Regions from separate parts of the Mus musculus genome. Here regions 2, 3 and 4 are each linked to region 1. Evidence: chromatin contacts called from public promoter capture Hi-C data. All regions are on one chromosome and are shown on one strand. The core of a region is the stretch at or near the end of the contact, and the rest is flanking DNA. Distances in the headings are between cores, read along the strand shown.

The links. Promoter capture Hi-C pulls out the DNA fragments that hold promoters and counts their contacts.
Region 2: a promoter capture Hi-C map of pre-B cells shows a contact between it and region 1, with 2.1 times the contacts expected there. The contact joins the promoter of Ppp1r35 here to the promoter of Polr2j in region 1. A contact is called at or near these places in 2 of 39 promoter capture datasets (cranial neural crest and pre-B cells).
Region 3: a promoter capture Hi-C map of liver shows a contact between it and region 1, with 6 times the contacts expected there. The contact joins the promoter of Srrt here to the promoter of Polr2j in region 1. A contact is called at or near these places in 2 of 39 promoter capture datasets (cranial neural crest and liver), 1 of 484 Hi-C or Micro-C datasets (embryonic stem cells) and 3 of 115 datasets of contacts at active chromatin or transcription factors (embryonic stem cells, large pre-B cells and pancreatic cancer cells).
Region 4: a promoter capture Hi-C map of liver shows a contact between it and region 1, with 5 times the contacts expected there. The contact joins the promoter of Ache here to the promoter of Polr2j in region 1. A contact is called at or near these places in 2 of 39 promoter capture datasets (cranial neural crest and liver), 1 of 484 Hi-C or Micro-C datasets (embryonic stem cells) and 1 of 115 datasets of contacts at active chromatin or transcription factors (embryonic stem cells).

The regions. Positions count from the first base shown.
Region 1 is chr5:136,115,227-136,118,398 of GRCm38.p6, reverse strand. Polr2j (polymerase (RNA) II (DNA directed) polypeptide J) reads right to left here and starts at 1,708. Exons shown (of 4, transcript NM_011293.2): 1 at 1,594-1,708. The coding sequence starts at 1,646.
Region 2 is chr5:137,777,233-137,780,404 of GRCm38.p6, reverse strand. It overlaps Ppp1r35 (protein phosphatase 1, regulatory subunit 35), which reads right to left and starts at 1,501. Exons shown (of 4, transcript NM_027242.5): 1 at 1,184-1,501; 2 at 860-1,103; 3 at 643-779; 4 at 298-551. The coding sequence starts at 1,411. The coding sequence ends at 378.
Region 3 is chr5:137,305,994-137,309,165 of GRCm38.p6, reverse strand. Srrt (serrate RNA effector molecule homolog (Arabidopsis)) reads left to right here and starts at 1,492. Exons shown (of 20, transcript NM_031405.2): 1 at 1,492-1,742; 2 at 1,981-2,120. The coding sequence starts at 1,999. It also overlaps the pseudogene Gm43013.
Region 4 is chr5:137,286,511-137,289,682 of GRCm38.p6, reverse strand. It overlaps Ache (acetylcholinesterase), which reads right to left and starts at 1,429. Exons shown (of 5, transcript NM_009599.4): 1 at 1,316-1,429. It overlaps Gm42456 (a long non-coding RNA gene), which reads left to right and starts at 1,039. Exons shown (of 4, transcript XR_003955815.1): 1 at 1,039-1,118.

The DNA of each region.
Region 1 (3,172 bases), core at 459-2,958:
ATTATTTATTGACTGATTGATACAGGGATGAAATGAGCCCCGTGCATGCTAGGTAAGCAATCTACCACTGGGGTATACCTCTGAGAGGCCAAATCTACTCCATCTTGGGACCTGCTACCTCCATCTTAAAGAAAAAAAAAAAAGCCGGGCGTGGTGGTGCATGCCTTTAATCCCAGCACTCTGGAGGCATTGGCAGGCGGATTTCTGGGTTTGAGGCCAGCCTGGTCTACAAAGTGAGTTCCAGGACAGCCAGGGCTATACAGAGAAACCCTGTCTTGAACCCCCCCCCCCCCCCGCAAAAAAAGCCTGAGAACTTGACCTACAGCAGAACCCAAGATGCAACCAAGTACCAGGAAGGACCTCACGGCTTGTCCCTTGGCCCATACCCCAGAGTTACTCCCTAGCAACAGTTAATCAAAGATTAGTCTGGTTGCTTCAGATCTACTTTCAGATAGTTTGTGATTGTTCATCTCCCTTCACAGCACCACCTGTCAGCTTACAACAGACATTCAGTTAGATACCTGCCAAGCTCCATACCCCGTCACTCCCACTCCCTAGAAAACCTTGTCCTGGGTTCAAGGCTGCTCTGCCTTCTCTTCCTGTCCTGTTGTGTCAGGGTTGGGTTGGAGGAGAGCCCAAGCCCGAGCTTGTGATAAAGAGACCCTAATGGAAACGGCTCCTTAATGATCTTTTGGGGTTCACAAACGATTCCTAGCACACCTCCATACCTTTTTCCCACTGAGATAGAGACTAAGCTGACTTCCAAGAAGGGGCACACACACGAGAGAAGGGTTACACAAGAGAGAAGGGTTCGTAGCAAACTTTGAGTCATCAAAAGAGTGTATTTGGCTACCATTAAGACAATTACATAAAGCCAGAGCCGGTGGCTCAGGCCGTTAATCCCAGGTAGAAGCAGGTGGATCGCTGAGTTTGAGGCTAGTCTGGTCTGCAAAGCTCGTTCCAAGACAGTCAAGGAGGATACACAGAGAAACCCTACCTCCAAAAGACAATTAGATGCTTAATCTCTAAACCTGTAGCCACTCGAGTGCAAAGTACTTCCCCCTGCTCTCTGAATGCACACAGACCCAACTTGCGTCTGTCTTACTTTCTTAGCGCTCTCTTCCTCTGAACCCTCCTGCTTAAGCCCATATTAAAGTATCTTTAATTAAAAACCCACCAATCCTGCTTCACTAAACCGAAGAGTCCTGAAATTCTTTTTAGCGTGGAGCCACGAACCCGGGTTTGGCCTAAGTCGGGATCCCTGAAAATCTAGGAGAAACCCTCAGGTTGCTGAGGAGTGTAAGAGAGCTGTGTCTCTGTCCCTTCACAGCTGTCATCATGAACCAAGTGTCTGGAGCAAGACACTCCATGTCCCAGAGCCTCCGATTTCCCACTGCAAAATGCATGCACGCGCCAGTGCTTCGCGCCGCTGCCTGAAGCTGGGCAGACTCGCATTGAGCAGCACGGAAGACTCAAAGCAAAGCCCGCCTCCCGCCTCGGTTTCCCCAGACAGGAGCAGTGCGGCGCTCCAGCGGAGCTGACGGCCGGCAGGCTCCTATGCAACCGTCCCCGCCTCCGCCGGCCTCCACTTACTTCTTCTCGCCCTCGAAGAGCAAGAACGACTCGAAGGCCGGAGGAGCGTTCATCCTAGCGCCGCGCTCTCGCTCCCCGACACCAACCCACAGTCTCCTTCCGCCAACAGAGCCCCGAAGCGCGACCACTTCCGGATTTCTCAGCCGCAGCCAATCAGTGTAAGCACCTGGCCCCCGCCCCCTAGCGGCTCGGATGACCTAATGCAGGCGCAGGCAAGGCTGAGGGCGAGCCGTGCGCATGCGTCAGTTTAGAACCCTTGTTCGAGGCGTCCATGCTGAGTGTTTTGGCGCGTGCTCCCGCGCCCGGAGTTGAGCCACCTGTAGCTGGCTCCCCGGTACCGACTGAATGGGACTAAGAGTCTAAGTGGGCTGCTGCTGCAGGACCCCCGGGTGGGCCGACACTGGCGGACTTATGAGGCCTTCTAGATGAGGACCAGTGGAGCAAGAAGGGATGTAAAGGTTGGGGAGGAGCTTGGGGTACCAGCGCATCTTCTCTTGAGCACACAGGTAACTAAAAACACGATGAAAGCTTTGCACCTCGCCATTTTTCAGCGGTCTCTGTAGCAATCTTTTATTTTTCCTATTTTTAAAGATTTTTATTTGCATATCTTGTATGGGCACGTATATGCAGGTGCCTTTGGAGACCAGAAGAGGGTTGGGTCACCTGGAGCTGGAGTTACAGGTGGTTGTGAGCCCCCCCTGCCCCAGTGGGTGCTGGGAACCGAACTCCAGTCCCCTGCAGGAGCAGTAAGACCCTTAACTGCTGAGCCATTTCTCCAGCCTCCCTGATGGCTCATCTTGTCAACCGGATGAAATTTAGAATCATCCTAGAAACAAACCCCTAGGAGGGGCCAGCAAGACAGCCCAGTGGGCAAGGGGGAGTGTGACCAAATCTGATTACCTAAATTCAGTCCCCAGAACCCACGTGGTGGTAGAGAACAGACTTCTCCGACCTCCCTTCACGGTATGCATTTACACATGTGTGCACTCACAATAGAGAATAATAATCATAACCATAATAAAGAACGTTTGGTTGTCTTTGGGATTCTAGACAGATTTGACTGAGGAAGACAGACGTGTATGGCATCATCCTAGAGGCTCAGGAGTCAGACTACAGCTTCCTGGCGCAGATGCAGTGTGCTTGGCTGCCTGGGAATCCTGTTGCTATGACATCTGCATTGTATACCCTTCCTTAAGATGCTTCTGGTTGGTTGTTTTTTTGTTTTTTTTTTTTGGGGGGGGGGTTCGAGACAGGGTTTCTCTGTGTAGCCCTGGCTGTCCTGGAGCTCACTTTGTAGACCAGGCTGGCCTCAAACTCAGAAATCCGACTGCCTCTGCCTCCCGAGTGCTGGGATTAAAGGCATGGACCACCACGCCTGGCTGCTTCTGGTTGTTGTTGTCTTGGTTTTGTTTGTTTTTCAAGACAAGTGTTTCTCTGTGCAACCCTGGCAGTCCTGAAACTTGCTCTGTAGATCAAGCTGGCATCGAACTCAGAAAGCTGCCTGCCTCCATCTCCAAGAGTGCTGGCATTAAAGGCGTAAGCCAGCAGCACCAGGACTTCTGTTCAGTTTTCAGACACA
Region 2 (3,172 bases), core at 252-2,751, 1.7 Mb before region 1:
CATCTGAACCTACCCTGCCTGAAACCGTATCAAAATAATTTGTGTAACTCAGACTGTCCTTGGACATAGAATCCTTCTGCCTCAGCCTCCCAAGTGCTGGGACATTCTTGGAGCCTCGGTGTCAGGCTAAGGCTCAAGTTCTAATAACTAAAGCTGGGGATTTAAATGGAGAGGAAGGTCTGACCCCACACTTGGGACAGTGCTTTCCACTTGCCATGGGGGTCGGGGCAGGAAAAGGGTAGAAGACCCTGAAGCAGTTTAATCCTATCTAAACTCCCAAGAACAGTTCGGTAATTTAGGGGGGGAAACATTTTATTCTATTATAAAAAAAAAAAAAACTAACAAAATTACAGACTAGCATTCCAGAGTTATGAGGGCTACGCTTCCCAGCGCCTCAGCATCCGATGCATGAGAAAGGTATCTTCTGAAGGGCGGGGCCGGGCTTGAAGCCTTAGTGGGGGCAGCCCATCCACTGTCAAGTGCGGAGATTCGGACCACAGAGAATCTGGGTTGCACAGCATGGTCATGTCTGGGCCCGGCCCGAGCACCTCCTATGGGAAGGTGAAGCAGGTTACACTCGAGGTGGAGGAAGAGAGCCCAGGGGGTAGAGGGATGTCCAGGTCCCTGCATCCCTTCCTTCACCTTCAGGGGCGGGGCTCGGGGCTGCGGTGGCAGCATCGCCAGCTTCTCCCTCAGCGCCGCGTTCAGTACCTGCTCCTCGGGCACCTGCAGACTCACCAGGTCTCGGTAGAGTCGCTTAGAGCGCGGCACGTTCAACCCTGCGAGCGCAGGGAAGGCGGGACTGAGGATCGCCCTTCACCCAGACCACCGCGCCCGGCCGGCCGCCTGCCCCCCTCACCCTCCGCCACGGTCTCCTCCAGGGCACAGCGGGTCCGGAACGACTTTCTCAGCTGCTCCTCTACCGCCTTGGAGGCATCAAACTGGCCGCTGGCGACAGCGGCGCGCGCGTTCTGCAGCTCCAGACTCAAAGCCAGGCTGCTCTGCAGGGCCGGTGCCTCCAGCTCATGATCGTCGCCCGGTGCACCGGCCACCAGCAGCGGCTCGGACCGCACCGGGGAGGGCGGCGCCAGTTGAAAACGAACCTGGGAGTGGAGGGCGGAACCGTGAGCTGCAGATCCCGGGGCGCTCGGCGGGCGGGGGGCCGGGCCTTCACGCCGCTCACCTGCCGCCCCCTCCGGCTACCGCCCCGCCGCCCCTTCCGCTGACCCGGGCTGCTCTTCCGCGCCTTCGGACTTTCGGGCAGCGGGCTCGGGCTAAGGCTCAAGTCCAAGCCCGGCTCGGGCTCTGGGGCTCGGGGTTCCGGGGCTCGCGGCTCCGGGGGTGGCCCCGGGACCTCCAGGGCCTCTTCGCCTTCAATGGACTCTAACGCAGACGCCCCGAAGCCCATCATCTTGTTCTAAAGGCTCGGGGTTTCAGGACGCGGGGTCTCCTCTTTTCTCCCACCCTCCGGGGCTACCACTACCGGAAACCGTTAGCCCTTACCCACCGGAGTAAGACACGCCCGCCGCGCCACTCCATTGGCGCTCCTGGACGTCATTCCCACCGCTCCGCCCTCCAGCTTCCGGACGCACTTCCGCCCTCACACGCTAACTTCGCCTTTAAGGCGGGGCGTTAGAGCGACGGTGCCCTAGGTACTCTACGGATTCCTATCTAGACTACTTTTCCTTAGGGAACGGGGGTGTGGCGTCTTTGCCTGTCAGACTCTAATGCTCATTTGTTCTGGGATTAAAGCGTTAGTCCTCTTTCACTGTAACAATATCCTCGCTGCTCTCGCATCTAGAGGTCCCGAGTGGCGCCCCCACCCCCCTTCCTGAAGGTTTTGGTCATTTTTGAACGCCGATCAAATCTTCCCTGTACGTGGAAGCAGATTCGTTGCAAAATCCCTGGATTCTGATATTTGCATAAGGAAGTACTAAGGGAATTGACGGAATATTGCCTTAATTTTAAATCCATATCCTGGGGGTTGGTTCAGAGGGTAAAGGCGATTGCCATCAAGACTGACAATTCCAGGGTCACACGTGGTGGAAGGAGAGAACTGACTCCTTTCTGTTGTCCTCTGATGCACACTTAGACTAAGGAAAATCCACATCCTAGTCTCTCAGTCCACCAAACCACACCACCACATACACACAACACACAGAGACATTTTTAAAAAGCAATGACGGCTTAGGAGTTAGAAGCAGCTGGGCCGTGGTGGCACACGCCTTTAATCCCAGCACTTGGGAGGCAGAGGCAGGCGGATTTCTGAGTTCGAAGCCAGCCTGGTCTACGGAGTGAGTTCCAGGACAGTCAGGGCTACACAGAGAAACCCTGTCTTGAAAAGCAAAAACAAAGGAAAGGAACGAATAAGAAAGAATCTGAGTTTGGATCCCCTGCGTCTGCATCTGTGTAAAACCCAATAACCCCCGGGGCTCAATGGCCAGCCAACCTAGCCAAAACATGGAGCTCCAGGCTCACATCGAGTCCCTGCCTTAACAAATAAGGTGGGCAGTGATAGAGGAAGACACCTTGATGTTCATTTCTGGCCTCTACACACACACACATAAATGGGGAGACTGCACCTACACACACAGATGTGCAGCATTCATTTAGCACATACGCATTAAAAGAAAGCCGGCAGCTAATGCTGATGGTTGTGAAGGCAGGTGACCAGTACTCGGAGTCTGCATTTGGATAAGCCTGTAACTCCTGTGACTAAGAGGGTTTCTCCTTATAATGCAAAACACAGCTGGAACCTTAAAGGTAATAAGATCATTTCTGGTGAAACCAAAAGGAGAGCGACTATAGTCCAGAAACAAATTCAGATCTCCCCAAATACCACACCCAAATATGGTAATGGGGTCATAAAGTTCTTACATGAACAAGGAACACAGACAATCATAAATCAAGGTTATCTCTCAAACACCCAGCTGGGAACATCAGGTCGGAGCAGAGAGGCCACGTCTGCTACAGACCTCGGAGGAGTCAGCCTTTGGGCTGGGGAAGCTGTTTGTACTTTTCAAAAAGACTTACCTGGTAGTTTCAAGGATGTTAGGTCAAATACAAGACCTGGGCAATGAATGGTGTGTGTGTGTGTATGTGTGTGTGTGTGTGTGTGTGTGTGTGTGTGTGTGTGTGGATGTGCGTAATGAATTTCACTTTCCACTTTTTT
Region 3 (3,172 bases), core at 243-2,742, 1.2 Mb before region 1:
GACTCATATATGCTAAGCACATGCCCACCTGCTGAACAGCACCTTCAGTCTCCCTCTCTCCTTTCTTAGCTTATTTCTTCCTAAACCCAGGTCCTGTCATACGGTAGGCAAGCATTCTATCATTGAGCTGTACGACTCTCATTGCTTCCCTCCTCTTCCTCCTCTACTTCTTTCTTGAGACGGGGCCTTCTTTCTCTGTGTAGCCCTGCCTGGCTGGCCTGGAACTCCCTTTGTAGACTAGGTTGGCCTCCAACTCAGAGATCTGCCTGCCTCTGCCACCAGAGTGCTGGGATTAGAGGTGAGCGCCACCATGCTCCCATCTTCTTGAATTACGTGTGTATGAGCTGGTTGCAAGACTTAAATCCCAGTACTCAGGAGGCAGAGACAGGAAGATCTCTCAGTCTGAGGCCAACCTAGTCTACAAGGGGAGTTCCAGGCCAGCCATGGGGTACACAGAAACCTTGTTTTGGAACAAAATGATGAGTATATGTATCTGTGTATCAGTGTGTGGGTGTGTGTGCATCTGAGTGCAGTGCCCTTGCAGACCAGAAGAGGTGTCAGTTCCCTAGGCACTGGAGTTAACAGTCTGTGAGCAGCCAGCCACATGGGAGCTGGGACTCCAACTCTGATTTTCTGCAAGACCAGGAAGTGCTCTTACACACTGGACCGGCCTCTTTGGAAAATGTTTTTGAGAAAGGGTTTTAGAAAATTGTCAAGGCTGGCTTTGAACTCATTTTGCAACCCCTGAATTTGATTCTGCTTTGACTTACTGAGTAACTCGGGTTACGCCTGTGCCAACGTAACTGTCTGCTAAGTTTTTAAAATGCCCCCTTGTAAATACACCTTATTAGATGCTGGGATTTTTCATTCTTTTCTGGGAGCAAGACAGTGGCATGCTCCCTTGTTTAGCTTAGTATTCTATTCATGGAAAAGGGCTTACTGTTATCTTAGGGATTTCAACTGGAAACTAGTGGATCCTGGTGGTTGTTTCCAGACTGCAATGTAAAGACTCCCATTAAAGAACTGGGCATTAAGATCGAGGTTTACACTTTTGCATGAGTATTAGGCTCCTCTGTCCAAGACAAGCAGGAAGAACGCATTTTATAAGTAGCACATACTGTATTTTTTTGCAGGAGAAAATGGTGGGAGGAGATGCCTCTAAAATGGTTGCTTCTATGAATTATTCCCTAGACATCCATCGTCCCCAAACCCCTCGATAGCAAATCCGCCCTTGAGGAGGTCAAGAGGTGCCCCAGCCCAGGGCTATTGCAAAGCAACCTTTGGATGCAAACTAGCTCCTACCCAGGATACCTTACGGGAGTGACACTTAACTTCTCCAGTGCCCTCCTTTTCAAGTAGGCACGAGCACGTTCAGAAGGCCTGGCTTGGCCCAGCTCAACTTCCGTAGCTCCGAGAAGCTGGGGCGATTTTGTCGCAAAACCACGCGAGACTTCCGCGTCTCCACCCTCTTCCCGTCATTCTTTTAATCTCGGAGTTTTAGTTTGGTCCGGGGGTCTTGTTTTGTAGTTGGAGGCCGAGCTCCGGGAGTGACGTAGGACGCGCGCGCGCCTCCTTGCCCCCCCCCCCCCCCCGCGGTCCCGCTCTTCTCTTCCCCTTCGTCTCCGGGCTGAGAATCCCAGCGTCTCCTTCCAACCCTCTTTGTGGTCCATTGTCGCTCGTTCCGGTCCGCCCGGAAAACAAGCCCGCCGGCGCGCGCTTCCAACGGCCCCGACCGCTGCCAGGTGGGGGAGGGGAAGGAAAGGCCCGGGCGGCGGGATTGCGAGGAGAGGACCGTGCCCGGGGGCTTCGGGGGTGGACGAGGGGGAATCCGTGGGGACAGTGAAACTGTCGGAGCGATCGCCCTGCCCGGGATGGCAGGCCGGCCTCGGCGGGAGGGAGGCGGGCGTGCTGTCCCCGGGGGATTGTCCCTCCTCTGGTCCTTGTTCATCATCACCGTGTCTACCCGCCGCCGGGCCCCAGGCCTCCTCTGACAGCACCATGGGTGACAGTGATGATGAATACGACCGAAGACGCAGGGACAAATTTCGAAGAGAGCGCAGCGATTATGACCGTTCCCGGGAAAGGGATGAAAGACGGCGAGGGGACGATTGGAATGACCGGTGAGACAGTATTAACGTCCATACCCCGCCCCGTACAACCCTTCCGCGCCACAATTTTTCTTTTCGTTTCCTTTTTTGTCTTTACCTTACAAAATCTTATTAGGATGCAGTTTACCGTTGAGCCATTTCTGTAGTTTCAGTCTATTCACCGTTGGCTCAGATTTTGAGCTTTTAACCAAAGTGACGGTCAGTATTAGTGCTGGACAGGAGCTCCGCACAGCTGGTTGGACTGCATCTTCCGTGCAGGCTACATAGGGAGACACAATCTCAAATCCAAATATTAAGAAAGCACAAACTGACCAAAGTGAGATTGGCCCGAAACTCTTTAGGTAGCTCAAGATGACATTAAACTTCTGAATTAAGGAAGTATTCTACCACATCCTGTTTAAGAGTTTTTTGAAAGGATTTTTAAAACAGGTAATTGAGATAAGAAATGTGCAAGTGCATTTCTTCTTTTATATAATAAAACGTTCATGGGGGTTTGCTTACATTATGTCTATGCACCTCATTCGTTCCTGGTGCCCGAGGAGGCCAACAGAAGGCTTTAGATCCTCTGGGAAATGGGCAGGAAAGATGGTTGTGAATTGCTTTGTGGGTGCTGGGACTCAAAGCCTAGTCCTCCGCAAGAGGAGCCAACCAAGAGTGGTTAAAAGGAGTGCATTTAACTACTGAGCCAGCTCTCTACCTCTCTTCCTTTTTAAATCCAGAGGTGAAGTAAAAACAACAAAAACAAAGCCAGTTTAGTGAGTTAAGCGCCATAGCTCAACTTGAAAACAGATTTCTTTATTTTTAAAGATTTATTTGTTTGAGTGCTCAATTTGCATGTACATCTGCATGACAGAATAGGGCATCTGGTCCCTGTAGTTGTTGCTGGGATTTGAACTCATGACCTGGATAAGCAGCCAGTGCTCTTAACTGCTGAGTCATCTCTCAGTTTCTTTAGAGGGATTTGAAATGACTTTGAGATAGAATTTAAGAGGTTGAGACCAGCCAGGGCTACATGGTGAGACTCCCTTTCACGAAACAAGTATGAAATGAAGGGAAAGCCTGGA
Region 4 (3,172 bases), core at 180-2,679, 1.2 Mb before region 1:
GCTTTGTATAGGCCCCAGGACAGGTGCAGGGGACCCTCATGGACGGACGGGTGTGGCCCCTTCGGGAGCTTGCAAGTTATAAGAAAGCACAGCCCAAGCCTCTCCTGGGTTAGCCAAAGCCTTCTGGGGAGTGGGTTGGGCATTCAAGGTATCGGGAGTCCCAGGTTCTGAAGGCATCTTGGAATCTTGTCCAGTCGACACCTTGCCCCACCCTGCTCCGCCTCTCTTCTTTCTGGTACGGCCGGTTGGTACCCGTTTGCTTTACATCAACCGCACCCCTCTCGCCTGACTCCAGCCAACTGTCTCACTCGCCCCTTGTGGGGCTCACCAGAACTCAAGCCCCTATTGCATCCCCATATTGCAATGCCCTCCACTGCCAACCGGGAGCAGTAGAGACCAAGAAGAGGCCAGAGCTCCCCGCCCGAGCCTTGGTGTGGGGGTATCTGGAGAATCGTGAGCATCGCAGAGGGGGTTGAAGGGCGAGCCAGGACGTCTGTGTTCCGGGAGCTCCGGAGATCCCCGTAGCAAAGGCAGGGGCGCTATTTTGGGGGCAACAGCTGCTGTAGTTCCGGCGTCTCCAGCCAAGAGATCAAAATTCCCCGGGTCGGAACTACCCCCTCCGGGTGTTCACCCATCACCCAGCCAGTTCTGGTCGCCTGGATCTGGGGATAGTGGCGTTGTTGGAGATTAACCAGGAAACCCGAGTGGGGCTAATTATAACTCGGGGCTTCCGCTGAGCCTCCTTTTAGAGGGAGGGTGGGAGGGTGAGAGGGAGGGAGGGAGGGAGGGAGGGAAAGAGAGAGACAGAGACACATAGAGAGAGACAGAGTCAGAGAGAGAGAGAGAGAGAGAGAGAGAGAGAGAGAGAGAGAGAGAGAGCGCAGGAGGGGTCCTGGAGCTGGCAAGGGGCTCAGCTGGGTAGGGACGTTGGGGTCGCGGCCCTCGGGATGGGGGGTGGTGCATTCGGGATGTCAGTAACCTGCGCAGTTTGGGCTCCGCCCCAAACAGGGGGCGTCTTCCAGTGTCCCCAGACTTTGAAGAGAGTGGGGAAGGGGCCTTCAGGGGGTCCCTGCAGGAAGGGAGCGCAGAGGCAGCGGCCGGCCCAGCGAGCATCATCAGTAAGTATGCAGCGGCTAGCGGGAGTTTCAGAGGAGTGCGAGGCAGTGGAGGGGCCCCTCTAGGCAGGCCCCACGGGGCAGGAGGTGCAGTAGGAGCTCTGTTGGGGGGCTTCGATCGTTCCAGGATCGCACGTTTCCCCCGGGATGCGGATTGGTCCCGACTCGGTGGAGGGTCCTGGGTGGGTTGGGAGACTCACCTGAGGCGGCCAAGCCGGGCCGGGTCGGGCCGCGCCGGGAGCTGGAGGCGGCCAATGTTCCCCGGCGCAGGCTGAGCCGACAGTGACAGCCGCCTCCGGCCCCCCGCACACACCCCTCCGGGCCGCACGGCGCCCCCGCCCGCCCACTGTCTCCGCCCCCGCCCCTCCCCGCTCCCCCGGGCTGCCACCTCCCCTCCTCCCTCCCTTCAAGCCCCGAGACCCCGGGGAGCGGGAGCCCAGACACACTCCAGTGGTAGATTCAGACAGACCGACAGACCCGCAGACCCGCAGCGGCGGGGCAGACACCCACGTGACAGACGGACCGCAGCCTGCGGAGACACCAGACACCGTTCACGCAGGCGACAGTCTCCTGCGGTGACAAGTCACAGACAGACCGGTCGCCTTTCACGGACGGAAGGACACACTGACAGCTCTAATCCAGAAAGATCAGAGGCCTAATATTTGGCATCTGTAACCAGGACAAAGCTTGGGGCAGGGTAATAAGAGAAGAGACACGAGAAAGCCTGACTGAGGACCCCCTTCAGCTGACACTGGTAGAAAAGATGACGTGGGACATCTCTGTGGAGACGAAAGAACACCTGTAGGAACAAATAACAGAAACACAGGCTCTCCCTTATAGGAAAAGACCCCTGTGGGCAAGAAGAGGTGACACGGGGACAGCTGAGAAGCCAGACCACATAGTGGCAAGCAGAAGGCTGTGGGGAGATGCTACAATGCACTCTGCTGCAGCTCTGGAAACTTCCGGAACCCCCGAGGGTGGGCTTGAGCTAATTCCCCTGACCGGTGACCTCCGGCTGTCATCACAAGGGTCCGGCTGGTCCATGACATCACCGGGCCAAGCTTTCATTGGTTGTTGTGGCTAGCAGGTGGGAGCGGCCTACACTTGGAGCCCCCAGCCTGTTTGGGAGTCCCTTAGACCACACGCCCAGCCTTCTAGGGAGTCTCCCACCTAGCTGCACCTTAGTGACTGTGGGAAGTGTGCAGTTTTGTGCCCACGCGAGATCACTACATGAAAGAGACAACTGGCTCACGGGGTGGGTGGGGGCATCTGGCTCTGGAGCCTGCGGGCCGCTGCTGCGTGGGCGACTGGCCTGCACGCGAGAGCGTGGGGACGTGCGTGCGCGCACGCGATATGGGGCGCTGCGTGGATCTATGGGGGGTAGGGGGACACGTGCACGCATGCTCGCTGTGGACGCCGGGAGCTTTCCCTCGAGCCCCAGACACTCATCACTCATCAGTCACTTCCTCCGAGCAAGGGGCAAAGGCGCGCTGTCTTGCAAAAGGCTGGTCCCCAGAAGATACCAGCGCAGAGTCCAACCTCTCCCAGATATGCGATTTTCATCTCTCCAAACTGCGACATCCCCCCCGCCCCCCCCCCCCGCCCTCCAACCCTCCTGTCCCTGGAGAACCTGGCCACTGCATGCCGGGAAACTCATCTGCAGTCCAGCTCACTCGCGACGGGTCCGTGCTGACTATCGCCAGGTGGCGCCAGAGGCTGTCATTCGGACCTTGAGGACTGGGGTGGGACCAACCCTTGATTGTCTCTTTCCTGGTGTCTCTGGAAAGAGGAACAGACAGGGTGTGTGTTACTGTTGCTGTGGGAGAGAAAGAGTCTGACGCCGCTTCTGAGCATGGTAACGCCAGATTATTAAAACCGTGAAGGGAAATGAGGGAATGAGTGAGGCCAGTCCTGCCCAGTCTTGAAGCTCAGCGCCTTTAGCCTATAAACAGGGTCCAGTTAGTGACAGTATCTTGTTCCTTATCCAGTTGTTCCAAAAACAGGTGATGCTGGGCAATTTATCTCTTGACCTTTGTAACTATGAGTTTGTCTCACTG